2 separate regions of the Macaca mulatta genome follow, and region 1 is linked to region 2. A link is a contact called in public Hi-C data. All regions are on one chromosome and are shown on one strand. The core of a region is the stretch at or near the end of the contact, and the rest is flanking DNA. Distances in the headings are between cores, read along the strand shown. Region 1 holds the start of INSIG1 (insulin induced gene 1). Region 2 holds the start of PAXIP1 (PAX interacting protein 1).

Region 1 (3,593 bases), core at 845-3,344, 290 kb after region 2:
ATGGTTCATAATATCCCAGTACAGATGAGAGGAGGGACAGAGTCGGAGAGGCTGGGTTGTATTAACACTGGTTTATTAGGCAGATAGGAAAAGAAGATGAAGTCAATAGTCTTTAACAAGCCAACTAGCTAAAGGAATAGATAGCCCCTTTCCATTCTGGAGACAACACAGAAATCTATTAATATTAAATATTGTCATGAGGTATGCACCTGCCCACAGGGGTATTACGATGGAAATACCGGGGTAGTCTGCAGGGCCAGGCAGAAATGACAGGAAAAAAGCCAGAGAAATTGAAATACCCCTTGGACCCCAGAAGACAGAGGTACTGATTTCTGTGATGTCAGGAGCCTAGCGTAGAGCAGCTGGATAGGTCGCTAAGAGCTTTCATGTCTGCTTATCGGGTCTCACACACCTGGATAAACCAGTTATTGAAAGCTGACCTGCTAATGAGAAGCTTCTGGCACTTGCTGGTGTTTCCTAACTGAATGGGTGACTGGCCTGCCTCTCAGGGCCGGGGCTGCCGTGCAGATGCCTCTCCATGAGGTTAGCAGCTAGATTTAGATCATTGCGCGGGACGGGGAGCTCACACTGGGGTCTGGGAGACACAGCACAGGTTTCTGAAGGGTTCTCTGTCCATTAGGCAGCACCCAACTGACAGATGGGTCATCCTTCAGCTCATCAGTTTCCCAGCGCATGACAGTGGCCAGTTTTTTTTTTTTTTTTTCCTTCCTATTATAAACAAGTCTTTGATGTGACTGCGATGATCTACGGATGATCTACGTATCTGGGTGTGTGATCCTCAAGCACTTAATGCAAGGTGGAGGGTAAACAATGGCCAAGACCCAAACTGCAATGTTCCCTGAAGTCCAACCTGCTTGGAGTCCTTGGGAATATGTACAATGGTTAACAGGGCTTGAGAGGAGTCAGCTGGGAAGGTGACAGCGAGACTCTGCCCCGCAGAGGGACCGCTGAGGACGAGACCCTTGAGGACGAGACCCCTGAGGACGAGACTGCCCTGCAGAGGAACCGCTGAGGACGGACCCCTGCAGGCCGTCCACGCCCACCACGCGTGTCATCCTCAGGAAACGCAATCGGATGCTCAGAATTTCGCCCCTAAAGGGACTCAGGGCAGTCCCAGCTCAAGAAAACGTCTTTTTTTTAACCTTCTGGCTTAGAGCCACAACCCCAGGCTGAGGATGCCACATCAGCGGCGTTTCCTCGCCACGCTGCAGGCCTGACTCACGTTTCCAAGACTGCAGGGCCCCCGGGCCGAGCGCGGCTACTGAGAGAGAGCACAGCGTCCTCCCTTAGCCCCTGCTCATCTGCACGGAGCAAAGCCGTTGCTTTCTCCGCTGTCAGCGCTTTATACGACTCGGATGTAGGCTCTGAGCGGGCACGGGCCCGCCCTTAGACGGCGACCCGAGGGGCAAACAGGATGGAGGCGCGATCCTTTGGGGACTGTGGTCTCGATTTTATCTGCTTCTGGGCTGTGCGGGTGGTTTGCTCTCCTGGCGTGAGCAAAGGCCACTAGGGGCCCGAGGAAATGACCCACCGATGCAAGCCCGCCATTGCTCTGAGCAGGGTCCGGCCCCGCGCCAGAGCCCGCGCTCCGCCAGGGAGGCCTGCGCGTTCGAGACCCGTCGCCTCCGGGTCAGGCGCGGGACACCAGGCGAGGGGAGCCAGGAGCCGGGAGGGGCGGCGCCGGGCCCGCAACCCCACCCTGTCCTCCCTCCGCCTCCTCCCGGCCAGACCGTCCCCTCCCAGGCCCCAACTCCGCGGCCGTCCCCTCGCAGCCGGCCCGTCCCGCTCGGGCCCGCGTGCCCCGCAGCCGCCACGCGCCCCGCCGTCCGTGCCGCGGCTCCCGCCCGAGCGCGCACGGGCCGGCGGTGGCGTGTGCGCACGTCATATGGGCCGCCCGCCTCCCATTGGTTGCCGCCGCCTCACCAGACCGCTTGTGGACGGGCGCGCGGGCGGGGCGGGGCGAGCTCAGGCCACGCCCCTAGGCGGTGCGCGCGGGCGGTGGGTAGGCCGGGCAGGGTCACGTGATGCGGGCCCCGCGGCCCGCCATATAAGCCCGCGTGCCCGCCAGGCGCCGCGGCCGCACTTGGGGCCGTCCCGGGCCGCGACTCCTCCTTCCCCGCAGCCCCGCCTCCGCTCGCAGAGCCCGAGGGCTGGCGCCTCTCGGCCAGGTACGCGGCGGGCTGGGGCAGGGGTCGCGGGCGGGGTTTGGTCGCGCTGCAGCCGGTCCTCCCCGGAGGTAGGCGGGCGCGGGCCCCGTTGGGTCTCTGGGACGCCGGTCCCGCTGGGGCCGGGGGTGCTGCTTGATGTGAGCGCGGGTCCCGTCCGCCGCTGGCCCTGGGCGAGTGCACCGGGTTCTAACCTGGTGGGGGCTGCGCTGCCGCCTGGCCCGGGTGCCGGGGTTCGCGTCCCGCGGGGCCTTCCTCGCTCTTTGTCTCTTCTGAGTGAACTTGATGACCCCCTTCTTCCAGGAAGCGCCTCTCGGACGCGGGTGACCGATGCCCAGATTGCACGACCACTTCTGGAGTTGCTCCTGTGCGCACAGCGTGAGGCGCCGAGGCCCCCCGCGAGCCAGCGCCGCGGGGCTGGCAGCCAAGGTTGGGGAGATGATCAGCGCTTCCGTGTCCGGGCCCTCCCTGCTGGCGGCCCATGGTGCCCCGGACGCTGACCCCGCGCCCGGGGGCCGCAGTGCTGCGATGAGCAGCCCCGAGCCCGGCGGCCCCTACCCCAACACCTGGCATCATCGCCTGGTGCAGAGGAGCCTCGTGCTCTTCTCGGTTGGGGTGGTCCTAGCCCTGGTGCTCAACCTGCTGCAGATCCAGAGGAATGTCACTCTCTTCCCCGAGGAGGTGATCGCTACCATCTTTTCCTCCGCCTGGTGGGTCCCTCCCTGCTGCGGGACAGCAGCTGGTGAGTACCCCCCCGCGGTTCTTCTGGAAGTAAAAAGGGTGTCTTTTCGGTTGAAAGTACTTTTCAGCCTATTGAGAAACATGCATTTGAAACTAGAACTGTCCACAGATTGAAAGTGTGCATCTCCAGTTTGGGGATTTAGAGAAATGAAGGAGGGGTAGAGAGGACCTGGCACCCCCCAGGGCGGGTTCAGGCCACAGCTCTCTGAAGTTTGAGGAAGCACAGTGATGGAGATGAGGCAGGGAGATAATTGGCTGTTCAAGCAGATGCTGTGCCAAGCTGACTGAGGGCCCTTCCCTCCTGGCGTCCGGGTACAGCCCCAGCTGTCATCCCGCGCCAGCCGCCCCGGATTGGCCGCCTGGGGAACTGGTGAGCAGCGGGACTGAAAGGCCATTGGTCGCGGCAGCAAACATGCTACCCTGCTGGATAACTGAAAACAAACCCGTCACATGTGTTCAGGAGGCGGTTGCCAGGGGAGCAACTTCTCAGTACTTCCTTTTGCCGGGTCGCTGAGTAAACCGTGGTCGGAAGCCAAAACGTCTACTCCCTGAACTGTTAGAGCTCTGTAGATTACGTTCTTAAGGAAAAGAGTAACCCCCTTACGACGTTTAGATTTTCGTACACCCAGGCAGTAGCATAGATGCCTCACAGTGTAACACTAGGTC
Region 2 (3,695 bases), core at 715-3,214:
AGCCTTCTACAATTCCTTCTACACCACCCAAGTTTATCTGCTAAATATGAGTCTCCGCCCTTCCAGGCCTAATCTGATCACTGGGCATCCCCATCCTCCAAGGTGGGAGCCACTGATGTCACATCCAAGGCAACATAATCGTACAATTAAACTTTTGGGAAGGAAATATTTTGAAGATTAACCTGAAGAGGATATTCAACTAAGATGCATTCCCACCACGGACTGATAACTGTGTGACATCAAACAGATGTATTATTATAGGAATAATAAGGAAAACCCACAATGTCCTTTGGCGTGAGCCCAAACTACACAAAATTAAATGTGTAATGGGATGGTGTTACCAGGGTACCGTAAAATTAATCGTCCAACTGGGAAAATCAAGGAAGACGAATGCCAGCCCCCACGTGCAGGAACACAGGTTGGAAAGGAGCGCTTCTCAGCCCCGCACAGGACGGCAGCTGCCCGGGTGGCGGAGGCGGCCACGCCGGGGCACGGCCACGGTCCCCGCCGGCCGAGAGAGCCTGGGGCCCCCGCGCGAGCTGCCCCGGCTAGGGATCCCGGCGACCCTCGTCCGCCCTCAGAGCTGCTCTCCCGGGAGCCGAGACGCCTGGCGCGGGGAAGGGGGAGACGCGACCCGGCGCCAGTCCCGCTCAGCAAAGGAGCAGAGAGCGAGGGGGCCCGTTGGGTGGGGGGCGGCGACCCCAGGGCCGCAGGCCGGGGGCTCAGGGCACGCACTAGGGACCGAGGCACAGAGCTCCCGCCGCCCCGGCCGCCCTCCCTCCCGCAATCCCCCGTGCCCCGGCCTCCCGCGCCCACCCCGCGGTCGCCCCTGCCCTCCGCGCAGTCAGGCCGGCGGCCTCGGCGGACCCGACGCTCTGCGCCCGGCGCGCGCCCGCGACAGGAGCGGGGACGGGGACGGGAACGGGGACGGACGGGGACGGGGACGCGGACGCGGGAGGAGGCCGCGGCAGGAGCGGGCGCGGTACCTGCGGGTCGATGTCGCCCACCGCGTAATACTTGACCTCCCTGAACATCTCCTCAGGAACTTTGAGCGCCTGGTCCGACATGATCGCGGCGGCCCGGGAGGCTCCGCGGCAGCGCCCGGCCCCGCCCACCCCCCGCCCCCGGCCCCGCGGCGCCCGGCGCCCCCGCTCGCCCCGCCAACGGCACTGCCCGCGCGGCCCGGGCCGGGTCCTGCGAATCGGGGTCCGCTCCCCCGCCCTCCGCGCCCCCGCCCGCGCCCGCGCCGAGCGCCCGAAGCGCGGGAGCCGCGCGCGCCCTGCGGGACGCACCATCCCGCCCCGGCCACCGAGGGGGAGCGCCGAGGAGCCGCCCGGCCTCCAGCAACGCCCCGCGCCTCTGCCGCCATCCACGGCTCCGGGAGAGCTGGAGCCCGCTGGCCCGCTCTGGATCTTGCGGTTCCATCTCCGCCGCTCTGCAACGAGGGATCCCGGGGGACGAGGTGAAACCCGAGCCCCCCTCGGCGGGGCCGGAGTGAGCCGGTCCCGGGAAGGAGGGGAGCGGGCAGGCCCCTCCCGTCACCACACGCGGCTGCTGGGGGGCTGCGCATGCGCCCGGCGGAGGGGCGGGGCTTCGGGGCCGCTAGTGAGAGCTGGACCCGGGCAGCGGCCTCCTCGGGCTTCTTGGTCCCGGGCAGAGTGGAGCTGGGTGTCCCGGCTGTTCTCAGTGGCCGCGGCCGGACCTGGAGTAGTGGCTGAGCCGCTCTGGCCGAGCAAGGCGCGGGTCCCCGGTCTACACCTTGCTGGACCCGGCTCCGCCGTGACGGAATTCCAGAGACCGCGGCGTCACGCAAGACGCGCACTGGAGGCCGCCGTGGCGAGTCCTGGGGTCTCCGCCAGGCCTCGACGCCCGAGCTGGGGACGTGCTGGAGGGGCGCCCGGCCCCGCCGCTGCCCAAGACCCCGCTGTCCCGGCCGGGCCCGGCCTGGTGCCTGGGGTCGTGTCCGGTCCGCGCTGGAGGAGAGTCCCAGACGGCAGAGCCCGCGGTGCAGCTCCAGCCCCGGAAAGCCCCGCGCTCAACAGGTTAATACTACACAGCGGCGATTCTAATGCTCATGCTTTTATTTACAGCTCGCCTCCCTTCTGCCAAGATTCACAAAACACGGCAGAGTGGCCTCGGCATCACCTGCCCGAGACACCTGCACGACCGGAAGTTGGGAGAAGAAATAAGGCCACGATGACGAACGCAGCCTTTCACGTTCATTTCCAATCTCACAACAAACCGGAGACCAGGAACTCTTGGGTGATTATCGGAATATTACTTAGTCCTAAAACTGTGGAGCATTGGTTTCTAAAGGAATCTGAGACAGGCCCGCAGTGTCTTCTCCACATGCCTTAAGTCTCTTCTGCAAAGCAGAAAACCATTTTTTAGTAAATGTTAGTGAAATTGGTTTTAAAAAAGAGAAAAGTCCGGGCGCGGTGGCTCACGCCTGTAATCCTAGCATTTTAGGAGGCCGAGGTGGGCGGATTGCCTGAGTTCAGGGGTTCGAGGCCAGCCTGGGCGACACGGTGAAACCCCGTCTCTACTAAAATACAAAAAATTAGCCGGGCGTGGCGGCGCGCGCCTGTAATCCCAGCTGCTCGGGAGGCTGAGGCAGGAGAATGGCGTGAACCCGGGAGGGTGAGGTTGCAGTGAGCCGAGATCGCGCCACTGCCCTCCAGCCTGGGCGACAGAGCGAGACTCCGTCTTTTCAAAAATAAAGAAAAAGAAAAGGCTTTCAAAATTACTCTGTGGTACACTAATATGACAGATTGGATCACTTTCCAGGCTTTAAGTTGGCCTTTGTTCTACCTTTTTTTAGTGTATGATAAAATTTGTGTTGGTTCCTTGATCAGCATGCAGTGAACGCTGGCTCTTGTTAATCAGGTGAATACAGTTTTGTCTTTACATTTGTATGTATGTCATGAGTGGTTTTGTACGGGCAAGAGGTAAACAACACATTTAAATATACTTAATGATTTATCATTCCAATGTTTTCTGGGTTTTTTAGTCTTTTTCATTTGTTGAACAATCTGAAACATCCCTATTCTAAGGCTAAAAAATTTCTTTTACAAACTTAGGTTAAGCATTCCTAATCTGAAATCCAAAATGCTCTAAAATTAGAAATTTTTTGTGTGCTGACGTGACCCCACAAATGGAAAATTCCAGAAGTGCCCTCATGTGACACTGGGTCACAGTCAAATCACAAGCCTGGTGTGGTGGGCACCTGTAATGCCAGCTACTTGGGAGGTTGAGGCAGGAGGATTGCTTGAGTCCAGGAGTTTCAGTCCAGCCTGGACAATACAGTGAGACCGTCTGTAAACAAAACAAAACAAAAACATTTTTTTAAAAATGCCACCACAACTTTTGCTTTCATGCACAAAATTATTTAAAATATATAACCTTACCTTCAGGCTATGTGGGTAAGGTGTATGTGAAACAAATGAATTTCCCTTTTAGGCTTGGGTCCCATCCCCAAGATATCTTATTATGTATATGCAAATATCCCAAATCAAAAATATCTGAAATACTTTTGTCCCAAGCATTTCAGATAAAGGTTACTCAACCAGTAATAAAAACACTAAGTGCTTGCCTGAAGGAAAAACCCAGAATTTATCATCCATCCTTAAAATTTTTATGACATCCTTTGTAATCAGGAAACCTTTTAATACCTAATAATATATTTGATATATTCT

What was found. A called contact is a pair of places that touch in the nucleus more often than the background predicts.
Region 1: a contact with region 2 is called in a Hi-C map of fetal cortex germinal zone, with 2.8 times the contacts expected there. The contact joins the promoter of INSIG1 here to the promoter of PAXIP1 in region 2. A contact is called at or near these places in 3 of 14 Hi-C or Micro-C datasets (cortical neurons, fetal cortex germinal zone and fetal cortical plate).

The regions. Positions count from the first base shown.
Region 1 is chr3:194,766,595-194,770,187 of T2T-MMU8v2.0, forward strand. INSIG1 (insulin induced gene 1) reads left to right here and starts at 2,095. Exons shown (of 6, transcript XM_077997801.1): 1 at 2,095-2,257; 2 at 2,490-2,928. The coding sequence starts at 2,517.
Region 2 is chr3:194,479,411-194,483,105 of T2T-MMU8v2.0, forward strand. It overlaps PAXIP1 (PAX interacting protein 1), which reads right to left and starts at 1,965. Exons shown (of 22, transcript XM_077997790.1): 1 at 1,293-1,965. It also overlaps a transcript of HTR5A not described here.